2 separate regions of the Oryzias latipes genome follow, and region 2 is linked to region 1. A link is a contact called in public Hi-C data. All regions are on one chromosome and are shown on one strand. The core of a region is the stretch at or near the end of the contact, and the rest is flanking DNA. Distances in the headings are between cores, read along the strand shown. Region 1 holds the start of prkca (protein kinase C alpha type). Region 2 holds the start of cacng4 (voltage-dependent calcium channel gamma-4 subunit).

What was found. A called contact is a pair of places that touch in the nucleus more often than the background predicts.
Region 2: a contact with region 1 is called in a Hi-C map of fibroblasts, with 2.6 times the contacts expected there. The contact joins the promoter of cacng4 here to the promoter of prkca in region 1. A contact is called at or near these places in 2 of 5 Hi-C or Micro-C datasets (embryo and fibroblasts).

Annotation. Positions count from the first base shown.
Region 1 is chr1:30,974,129-30,980,226 of ASM223467v1, forward strand. prkca (protein kinase C alpha type) reads left to right here and starts at 3,747. Exons shown (of 18, transcript XM_023960406.1): 1 at 3,747-4,098. The coding sequence starts at 3,932.
Region 2 is chr1:31,195,638-31,202,027 of ASM223467v1, forward strand. It overlaps cacng4 (voltage-dependent calcium channel gamma-4 subunit), which reads left to right and starts at 3,722. Exons shown (of 4, transcript XM_023960429.1): 1 at 3,722-4,380. The coding sequence starts at 4,158.

The DNA of each region.
Region 1 (6,098 bases), core at 2,497-4,996:
AAACAAGAGGACACTTTAAATTGATCATGACAAAAGTAACAACATCATAGAAAACGTCTGAATTAGCAAACATGAACTTAAAATGTAAAACATGTAAAACAGGAGCTCATTAAAATGAGAATCAAGCATGACATTGGAGGACTGACAGACAAAGAAAAAAAAAGCTTGCAAATGTTTTATGTAAGTGTGGGCGAGTGTTGAAAGAAATTACTGTAATGGAGAGCAGTTTTGAAGAAAACAGTCCTCTCTGTTTTTCTGGCTTATCATGCACATTTTTAATGGGACCAACATTGTTTTGATGGCTTTAATAAATCAAATTCAAACACAATGTTAGAACTATCATGATAAAAAAAACGCAAAGTGCTCACTTGTTTATTACCCCAAAGCATGCATCTTAAATGACCCTTTCAGATGAAAAAAAAAAAAAAGAAATGACCCTTTGACACAAAACGCACCTGAAACTGACTACTTTGCATTCTCTGCTTTTCTCTGTCTCTCTGAGTCCAGGCAAAGAAACCGGAATAAAATCTTAAAATTTTTGTTTGTTTACAGATCCCCCCCCTTATCTTTAATATTTATTATACATTGTTTATTTAAGGTTCAGTGCTTCCAGTTTGAATTTATTAATAATATCCCACGCTTCGCTCTGTTAGACACACGCCAAAGTCTGCGATCAGACAAATTCCATGTCTACGGACGCAGACATGAAGTATGCATAATTAATTAAAATTGAATATATTTTCACTGCTGTTGTTCACTTTAGCTATAGAACCATTTGCTATTGCAACACGTTGTCATCCTGAACTCACTGAAATCCGAGTTAGACCAACCGAGCATTGGATTTCCTTATTTGCAGATGATGTACTTTTGTTTTGGTCAAATATAAGTAAATCAATGCAGATGATTCTTGAAGTGATTAAGTTATTTAGTGAAGTGTCAGGCCACAAAACAAACAAAGCAAAATCCTCCATCTTGCTATTAAATGCAAACGAGAGGGCAAGCCTGCTGCAAGATACAATGCAATTTAATGCAGCAACACAGTTTAGGTATCTAGGAATACACATTTGACCTAATCTAGAACAATTTGTGGGAGCTAATTATGATCTCTTGATGACAGACATTCACAACTCAATTGATAGATGGATGCAATTACCAATATATCCGATTGGAAGAGTTAATACATCAAAAATGAACATATTGCCAAAGTTACTGTCAGAAGTCAGAGCTCTGTCCCCCCCTCTGGTCACCAGCGGGAACCATCTCCAGAGTACTGAATGAACTTAATTTCCCAGCAACCACAGCGTGCACTTCCTGGATGCCACACACCTGACTCTCATTCACTCACTTAATCACAGTCTAAGGACTGCACTGAGCCTCACTCAGTGTGAAGAATTGTTTCTGCCACTTGGCCTTCATTACTGAGCGGTGTATTTGGATGTAAGTTTCTGTTTCTGACTTAGTTTTCCTGCCCTGGCTCTCGCCTGGATCCTGACTACCCCTGTCTCTTCGCTGATGCTCTCATGCTCATTATTGATTCCTGCATGCCTGACCCTGATTTAGTTTTGTGGACTTTTAGCTGAGCTAATAAACCTGCTGCATTTGGAACCAGCCGCCTGCCTGTTCCTTTGACAGCTACTCTGATTTAAAAACATACTTTTACCACCTCCTCCTGGATATTTTCCCACAAATTAGAAAGTTTTTGGTATGTTTTATCTGGAAAAACCGAAAGTCAAGACTCCCTTTGTCTTTACTTTATTGAACAAGGAGGCTTAAAATGCCTAAACTTCCAGATATGACTGGGCTGCACATCTATAATGTTTTATTATACTTATCATCCCCTGCAGTGGATGGACATTGAAATTCAATGATTAAATTGGTCTCTTCCTTCCTGTAGTCCTCAAATACAAGAAAAAAGTCATTAAAACATATCAAAAACAAAGAGGATTTCATGTAATCCAGGGACGCCAGTGAAGATCACAAATCATTGAAGAAGAAAGGTTGTCTTGTGGGGTCCAGATGACCATCTGCCTCCAAGGCACGTTAACGTTGGGAGTGGGGTCATCTGGACCCCACAAGAAAAGGAAAAAATGGAAACAAGAGTTTCATTATGGAATTTGTCCACAAGATGGCGCCATAAGACTGGTTTCCTCCAGTGGACAAGGAGCCTCCTCTCCCTTCCGCCAGATCCTGTTGAGTGACATCAGCCTGAGCAGAGGGAGGAACAGGAGCGAAACCTCGTCAAGTTATTAATGGTTCATGCGTTCCTAACCGGAAACGGTGTTTTCATTTTAAAATACCAATTTTTTATTCTCAGATGTGTTCAATGCTAACAAAACCCGGAGGATTTGTGTGGATTAAAGTACTTAAACTTCTAATAAAAATTGAGCAAATTTATTTTGCAAGAATTTCCCAAAATATTGCATTTAGGATTTCATATATTCTTTATTCATCCAAACAAAGTGCAAATATTCAGATGAGTTTTTGTAATAAAGATTTAAAGATCAATGAATTAGTTGTTTTTGTGTTTTTACACTGAGGGCTGCTTTGCAGCAGCATCTGTGATGATGAACAAATGCACTTTCGTAAGCAGATGTTTAAAGTCCAGCTAATTATCATAAGTATCTGAATAAAAACCTTCAGAAATATTAGTAATACTTATTTATGGACGAATGCAATAAAAATACAGAATATTACATCACGCCCAATCTATTCTAAGGTTGGAAAATAGATTTTTTTTTAAACATATCTGTTTAAAATGATCTGTATTGGTTTTATAAGGGAAGTTAAACAATTGTCCCAGCATTTTTATTTATTTTTTGGTCAAAAAATCGACTAAATCTTCTGCAGCTCCTTGCACTGCCTATGCAGAGAGGTCAGAGGTTCCTTGTGCTGAGGATCTGGATGGAGATGCAGATTCCAGCCGGACCGGACTTCTGACCATACTATTCAAGTATTGAAAGTACTTTACGTAATTGAAAGTACTTTATTTTTATTGATTTGTGATCGGAGAATTAAATGGTGATTTTTTTTCCTAGGGGTGTAAAATCATTGTGTTAATGTGGGTTATTGTAACAATTTTATCAACTCTCCAAAATGTATGTACAATAGTGAAAATATAGTAAAACAACAATACTTTACTATTTAGAAGTTTCTTTGCTCTGTTTAGAAACAGAACAGCTTCTTGATTGCTTGGTTTGTGGTTGGACAAAAAATATCTTCCATAAGTTGCTTTGTGCTTATGACATTTTATAAACAAGTCAATCATTGTTCTATGGAGTTACCTCATATTGTTCAGGGTTAGAAAATAATTGAAAATGTTTTTTTTATGTCACTAGATAAGGCTTTAGATCTTTGTTGAAACCTTAAAAAAATATAATTAAAAAAAAGCCAAGCAAAGCATTTTTTTTTTACCGAAAAGCAAAACTTCTTCTTAAACTTAAACACTTAAACAAGAAAATGTTGTGATTAAAAATAGTACATTAAACCCCAAAGTGTTGTTTATAAAATACAATGTGATCTAAAAATTAAATAAAAAATATGAAAACTACAGGCCTTTACGCAAAAATGGACAAGATTAAGGTCACTCAAAGACCCATTTCAACTCGCACAAATCATATTTACACATTTTTGTCATTTTAAAAAATAAATAACATTTATAAAGGAAAACCAAGAAACGCTAGGTCGGACTTTTACTTTGAAGGTTTGTGACCGGATGCGGAAACGCTGAGAACGTTGCGCTTGACGGAAGCGGGGCTGTCATTTGTGTGAGTGGAACAGCCCGGTGGTATCGAGCGGGAGGGAAAGCCCTCGCATTCTGCCAGCCTTCAGCGGAGACCGTCGCTCCGCAGTCCGAGCCTCCACGCCGAAGGAAGCGCATCCCCGCGGACCGACTGACCCCGAACCCTGAGGGAGCGAAGCGTTTCAGGGAGACATGGCCGATGGAAGTTTTAACGAGTCGTCCACCGCGGACGTAGCCAACAGGTTTGCCCGAAAAGGTGCGCTGAGGCAGAAAAACGTCCACGAAGTGAAGGACCACAAGTTCATAGCCAGGTTCTTCAAGCAGCCGACTTTCTGCAGCCACTGCACCGACTTCATCTGGTAAGCCTCCCACCTCCTCCACCCCCCTGACTGCCGCCGCCTGTTGCATATCGGATAACTTCAGCCCCGCATGATGCAGCTTCAGCCTTCTGTCCCCTTCTGCACCCCCGAAAGCCTTGTTGCTCCAGACAGGAGTCAGGCTTTTCCTTGGAGCTCATCTGCGGCTCCTCTGTCCGTCTGTCCAGCGACCATGTGGGAGGAGTTCTGCTGTCACAACAGCTGGCCCCTTGTCAGTGGGAGAGAACAGAGTTTCTGCAGATTTGTCACTGCAGAAGAAGCCTGTTTCTGTCTTGAGGTCCTGATGAAGGAGTTGTCAGTTTGGTGCTTCAGTGGGGGCTGGAGCTACGCAACTGTTGAGGTGTGCAGTGCGTGGTGGGCGTGTAGACTGTTGGGTTTTGTTTCTCAGACACATGTGTAGGAAGGGATTTGCAAAGCACGGCAGACTCAACCCCCCCCCTGCATTTTTCAAGACAGATGTCAGTCTAATTTATGAACATTTTCCAAACATTCATTTTTTTTGTTCAGGGAGGAGCTGAACTTTTGTTTATGGCTTTTTCTGTTGACTGTGGGTGGTGTATTGGCCTTTATTGCTGGTGGCATGGATCATTGACAGGCTCACGTTGTGACCTTGTGGCCTCCTAAACACTACCGGTACTCCTTAGTGCAAAGAATCTGAAACGTTAACTCAAACAACAATCTCCTTTTTTTTATTTATTTTTTTGTAAAATTAGGGGGGAGCTGTTTACTGCAGCCTGGATGATTGAAAACTAGGGCTGTAATGATTCATTTTAACAACGATTCATTTCATATCCTAATTTGTGGTTGACGATATGATTTGTCAGTTTTGGTTCATTTTGGAACAATTTGATTCACTGACCTAAAATCATTTTAATATATTCAACCAGTGTGACTCAGAGATAAAGAATCAAGTGCAAATGAAAAATGAAATGGCAAATCCATTCACATTTTAGTTTCCACTGTTTTTCCACATCCAAATGTTCCAAAGGGAACATTATTAGAACATTCTAGACACTGTATGGTCACATGTCTTTACGTCATAGTATAATAAACCTACCGTGTCTCGACACAAACGGTATTTTCCATTATCAATGTAATCAATTTATTTCGTTTGTAAACTTTTTTTTTTTTGGCATAGGTCAGTTAGAGTCGATTTGATTGTAACTTGCCGCAGGCGGATCGATTTGGTTGAATGGTTGGAACATAATTGTTACACCCCTATTGAAAGTGATGCCCTCTCTGGTGCAGCTAAGAGGGTATTAATGCAGTTGGATCTCATTCATCTCCAATATCTTCCATTGAGTTCAAATCAGGGCTGCTTGTAAGAGCATCTTTATGAAAGTAGAACTATTTTAGATTTTTGATTTGAATTGGTTTATTTCAAGCAATCAAATAAGAATGGTACACAAAAACATTACAATCATCAGTTATGCATTCATACAATCAAACTTGGGGATAGTTACATAATTAATTTTAGGTTTAGGTAGGAGGGAAAAGACTGAAGCAATGGTCTCTTTGAAGAAAGAGGTTTGGTTCATAAGACAGTCAATCTTCAGGGATGGGATGGAGTAACCAGAACCTAAGAGGGTTTCATCTCCCTGCAGCATCTCAGCCAGCCTGTTCAAATGCGATGTACCCACCAGGTATGTGTGGCGCCTTCCAGAGTTTTTGAAGGCGCTCTTAGCATACGGTAATTACACTGGACTGTCGCGACCCGAGTCTGGCGCGTGTACTTGCACTTGGAAGAGGCTTATCGCAAATCGGATGAAACTTGCTTCAGGCTTTTTTCCCCCCACTGCTCTTATCCGATATTCGATAAACTTGGTGCCATATAATTCCAGCCGCACACAAACCGCAATCATTAATTTCTCCTTCGTGGTCAATTTTTCAACCGGTTAGCACTTCTGTGCTTTGAAAAATATGTCACTGCCAAATCTGAGCCCCTGATTGATCAAAGTTCAACTGGTTTAACCTTTGACATC
Region 2 (6,390 bases), core at 2,472-4,971, 220 kb after region 1:
GATTACATTAAACCTTTCCACCTTTATCCACCTTTGTCATGGTAGGGAGAACACGTCAATGTAAGGGTGGGGTCATCTAAGATAGCACAAGGGTTAATCATTTTTAAGTCATGGCATTTGCTTTGTTCAACCAGTTTTTGTCTCACTATCTGTCTCCAGAACCTGGTTTATCCCTTTTGGGGCTGTTGGACCAAGGCGGGGAACACCCTGAACAAGCCACAGTGGGTTGCAGGGCAACACACACTCATATGCACACATAGTGACAATTTTGAATCCCACCTGAACCTATGAAGCATGTTTTTGGACTGTGGGAGGAGTCCAGGAGGAAACCCACACATGCATGGCGAGAACATGAAAACTCCACACAGAAAAAAATACTCCAGCTGGGATTCAAACCAGAGACTTCTCATTATGAGGCGAGGATGCTAACCACTACACCATCAGCCAATTCGTCTCACCAAAGTTGGAAAATTTTTAGATATGTTAAAAATGTTGAAAAACTGCATTTAAAAAATAAATAAATCTGGCTTTATTATGACTGTAACACTTGTGCTATCTCAGGCACTTTAACACAACCCATGTCTGATCACAAAAGAACCAAGAAGTCAGTACTGTACAGACAGTATTGTTTGATGAAGCCTTTGAAGATTTACTATGTGATAGAAAAAGATGCAAATAAGCACAGGTTACATCTCCATGTGACTCTGCACTTTACTTTTTTGTGTGTCCATCTTGTTCCAGCAAGTTGTTTATTACCTTAAGCTGTCTTCATTTATGTTTGTTATTCTCAATGTATGTTAAGTAGCTGCTTAATTTCCTTCATCTCTCACCTACTACAGATTAGACCAAAAATGACCAACTTTACCAAAATGGAACCAATCAGGAGTGAAATGACATTTGATGCAGCGATGTGAGACTTCTGACGAGCTGCACGAAAGCACGAACCAACCGCAGATGTTCTTTCTCCGTGTGCGGATCAAAAATCTAGAACAGCGTAGATTTTAGAAAAAGTACATCCAAGAGGTTAAAATATACTTACAAACAAAGGATATGGGCATAATACAGAATTATTAAAACATAAATTGTAGTACTAGTTGTTTAACATGAATTAGACTGTTGAACTATATAAATGTAGTTTTTTGGTATGCTGAAAATGTATCCATATATATATATATATATATATATATATATATATATATATATATATATATATATATATATATATATATATATATATATATATATATATTTTGTTTTTCTTTTTGTAATTTTATTTATTCTATTTTCTTTTTAATAGGGACAGGTCTTCATTTAAAAAAAGCTTCTGCCTCCTCCTTCCCTATATATGGGTCTTTGTGATTTTTGATGTTGTTGCTATTATTGTTCTTATTATTACTATTCACTGTATGTGCCATGTTGAATGGATTTTACTATTAATATGTGTGAAGCTAATAAAAGTATAAGTCAAAAAGGCTGGAGAATAGATCGGAGCGCTGTGGCTTCACATGGCTCCCTGCACACTTGCAAAGCTGGAAAAAAATATTGACATTGCACATTTTACAGGTTAATACCACAAAGTGCTTTACAAGGTACAATAAATAATAATTAGCATGCTCATTTGCATCTCGTGTCAAATTATCACTAATTTGAAAAGCCAACCGTTACTATTGGTGATTGTAGTAACACTGACTTTATGCTGAAGATGTCATACTGGCTTTCAGATTGTACTTTTGACTTTTATGAATAAGTATATCTTGAATACGACTCTGAAAACCTTTTATTTAACAAAATTTTGAATCAACCTCAAATGAAAATCCTTGTATCAATGCTCAGGAAACTTCTTCCAAGATTTTTGTTGTTTGTAGAAGTCCTTCTCTTAACCCTTGTGCTATCCTAGGCACTTTAACATTGGGAGTTGGGTCATCTAGGGGCTGTCTTGTGCGAGAGGGCCCTTAGTGAGGTCAAGGGCCCTTGTAGTCAAAGGACAAGGGCCACTCACAGTCCCACTCTCACTCACACAACCATGCCAAGTCTAACCAAGGGCCCAGAGTGGAGGTGCTGTGGGCCCTGCTGAATGCACTCACACGGATCCTCGGATCATGCTTTTGGTAAGTCAAAGGCATGACGCGAAGATCTTTCAATAGAGCAGGCCCGGCATTCCTAGGGGTTCCTGGTAAGGGTTCCTAGCATTGACTGTGCATAGAGAACTGGACAGAGAGACCCTTCTCCCCTCGCGTTCCAATCAGGAAGTACCCGCTGGTTCAAAAAGCCTAAAGCCCATAGAAATAAACAGCTAGGTGACAATTTTTGTGCAATCCTAGGCACTTTAATGTTGGGAGTTGGGTCATCTAGACCCACTAGACAGTGCTCTGAACCTTTTTTCTTGATTTACTTACATTGACGTGTTATTCCTACCATGACAAAGGTGGATAAAGGTAAAGAGGATTTCATTTAATCCATGGACATCAGTGCAAATTATAAATCATTGAAGAAAAAAGGCTCAGCCCACTGTGTTATGGGGTCTAGATGACCCCGCTCCAAATGTTAAAGTGCCTAAGATAGCACGAGGGTTAAGCGTGCAAATGCAGCTTTAAGGCCAGGAACATGCAGACAAAACTATCAAGAACTAAGGAGAGTTTCCTGCTATTTGCAACATAAACTGAGAACTGAGCAAAGTGACTGTGGAGGGAGTTTGCATGACACTCAAAACGCTTGAAAGTGCATCTTTGTGTAACATGAATGTCCTACTTCATTGACGCAAACAAACACAAACAAACAATACAAACGAATTCTGGTTGAGAGCAGTCAGCAAGATTACAAAGATTACTCCCCCCGTCCCCACCCCCAGGGATGCGACAAATGTAGTGAGCAAATACTGTATCACTCATGTGCCCCAACTGACGGGACTTTAACTTTGTTCAGAGATGTACGAAGCCCATGTTAACATAAGCCTTGGTTTACTGTCACATGTAATGAAGCCTGTTAATAAATCATTTCCGTCTGTGAAACACGGAGGAGGTGTGGTGATGCTCTGGGCTGCTTTGCTGCATCTGATGCAGGATGTCTTAAATCTGTATTAATAGGATGACATTTTGAGACTGAAACAGCCAGGACAAGACAAAAAACAATACATTTGACTGTTCTGAAGTATCCTCACTGAAGCATCTAAATCCTATTGAAGACTGACATTGGGCGCTTTTTAAAATAAACAATAAAAATTTAATAAATTTAATGTGGTTACAATTTTTCAAATATTACTTACATATATGAGGATTCATCACATAAACAAAAAAACCTAGAAGAAATGAGTTCTTTTTTTTTCTTATTTCTCATCGTTTCGTATAAAAAAATTAGTTATTTCACCTTTTCTTTTGTGTAGATCTGGTTTTTGTACCTCTCCACCCTATATGACAAATTTGTGTATGCGCACACAACACACACACACACACACAAGCACACACAGACATATATATATATATATATATATATATCTATATATATATATCTATATATATATCTATATATATATATATATCTATATCTATCTATCTATCTATCTATCTATCTATCTATCTATCTATCTATCTATCTATCTATCTATCTATCTATCTATCTATCTATCTATCTATCTATCTATCTATCTATCTATCTATCTATCTATCTATATATATATATATATATATATATATATATATATATATATATATATATACACACTTTCTGTTGTTTCTGCCGCGGCTCTCTTCCTCGCGTCTGATTGGCTGTAACTGCGGAGGAGGGCGTGGCTCTCGGATGCTTCATCTATTGTTCAGTTTAGAGTCAAACATCAGGCAAACCTAAACAAAAAAATCCCAGCTTCCTGAGACCCTTTCACTTATTTTGAACACCGTTTCATTTCTCTTTTGAACTTTCTATTTGAGGATCGTCTCTCTCTGCAGTTTTGGTTTCTCCTCGCTTCCACCTGTGGCCGCGTTGATGAGTGAACACAAAGAGTCTGGATGAATTCGGACTAAAGTTTTCTTCCCATAGAAGAGGAGCCAGAATAAAGGCAGAGCCGGCCGCAAAGGGTCTCCGCCGCGCTCCCGTGCGTGCGCTCCTTTGTGCCATCATGCGCTCGTGGCCCCACGCGGAGTAGGATCCTCACGTTATGAGCCGCCATGGCATGGTGTGACCGCGGGGTTCAGACTGTGCTGGCTGTCGCGGGAGCCTTCACCGCCTTCGGCCTCATGACCATCGCCATCGGCACCGACTACTGGCTGTATTCCCGGGCGTACATCTGTAACGCCACCAACGTGACCACCGACGACGGCCAAATGCAGACCAGGAAAGTCAAAGGCGACCTGACGCACTCCGGGCTGTGGAGGATTTGTTGTATTGAAGGTAAAAAAGAAACGAAAGAAAAAACATCTCACATTAGGAAGCCTCAACTGTACCGTCTATTTATCACGGTGAGAACTTTGAATGGCTTCATGTAACATCTGGAAGTTAGGATTTTTGTGATGTGACTCTGCAGAATGACGCACTGAAAGCAGCCACACCTTTTTTTTAGGGAATTGTAATAAATAGATTGGATTTTCATAAATTCAAAAACACTGAAAAACTGTTGCGCACAGCTCGCGTCATCCGCGCGTAAAGACGAGCTTGCATCACTTCTTTTCCTCCTTGCGGTCTGTAAAAAGATGAAAAAGCTCAGATCAAAGCACACAGTCTCTTCAGAAAAGCATTCTTCTTTAGTTTTCCATGAAACAATTCGATTTCTGCAGTAAAGGTTGATGTGATGAAGATGATAACAGTAGAGCTCTGGAGAAAAGCTGTTTGGTCCCCTGCTAACTTGCCTGTGGGGGTTTGGGGTTGGGCGTCTTGCGTTCGGACAACAGGTCGATTATATCATATGATGTGGATGGAAGCGTCTGCGCATAGAGCGCGCGCAGTAAACAAAGCAATGTCAATTAAATCAACCAGAAGAAAGAAGTCTACTGTTTGCTCCTCTTTGTCTTTTGTGGCGAAGAATCCCAAATTCTCCCAATCTCTGTCTTTCTCTGGTGAAAAAACGGAGGAAACTTGTGTAAAACGTTGCCTGATCTGATGTCTGTGCGCATTTGGAGCCAACCAGGTGCAGGCACTCTTCTGTGCTTGTTTAGTGGAAGAAATCTGTGAAATCACAAAGCAGATGCTAGAATCCTGTTTGATCCTCGTGATTGCGAACGCAGAAGGCATGGAAGTGGCATCTTCAGACATGGAGAGCCCTTTGACATTGTTGCAGCTGGTGGTTAATGCATGGAGCCATCACTTGCTTAGCTCTCAGGTAGATGATCCCCGGCTTTAAGTCTGCAGTTGACCTGGAATTTTCATATGGCTGCAAGAGTCGGAATGGTTTGTTGAGGATCCTTAAGAATCACTCACATCTCCCAAGTATGGAAATGTGAGTGCTGCAGACTGTTTTGCTCGTTGTTCTTTCACTCACATGCTGATAAACTTTCAACAACCCTTAAATGTCTTTCTTCAATCCACTGCAAAGGTTTTTAAATCAGGTTCTTCTTTCACATTCTGCCAAGACTACTTGTCGTTTTGCGGTTAAACGGTTTGGTTAAGAGATTTCACAGCCTGCAGGCAGTTGTTTTGTTAAATTGAGCAGCATAAAATAATTGGTCTGCAGGTTCTGACTAATCCATCCAAACGGTGATCTTACCTGTGACCCATTTGGCTCAACAAGTGAACGGTTCACTGGCAATGTAGCAATTCTTCAAAAGGAACTATAAAGGAAAAAGGAAAATTTTCTGAAAAAGCTTTTGTAGAAACAATAAAGATTTCTCAGCTATAGTAGACGTGCCAGTTTCTTCTTAGTATGCTGGAAACAATTCTGACTTTAGACGGTTTACGTTTTCCTGATTTGTTTTTCTTGAAGTGATTCTGCAGCTTCTATGAATCACAAAAGCTTCATTCTGTTTTTTGCGGTGTGTGTACGTGCGCGTGTAGAGTGGTGAATACATTAGTAAGATGTCAAAGGCGTCCTCTGAGAAGTGGAGCTGGAGATGGGATTCTGGGTTGCTAGAGGGAGGTTGCTATGGTGAAGCTATGCTGAGTAATAAAAGATCGACTTCTGTAACTCTGACAGATGGGCTCTGGGGAGATACCTCCTCTGGTGAGCTCACTCTCATTCTGCACTCTCATTATGCTGTGGCCCCCTCCTATTATTAGTGGACTAACCTTCTGTGCATATATTTATTTTTCATGTAATCTTTAAACTCTCTGGCCTTAGCCTTTATCTGGTTTGTGTGGAGTCCATCCACAGTGATTGCACTGAAGAATCAGACGGGTATTTAAATATTTAAGATAGTGCTGTCAAATCATCGCGACTAATTAATTACAGACAAATTAGCGCATTAAATC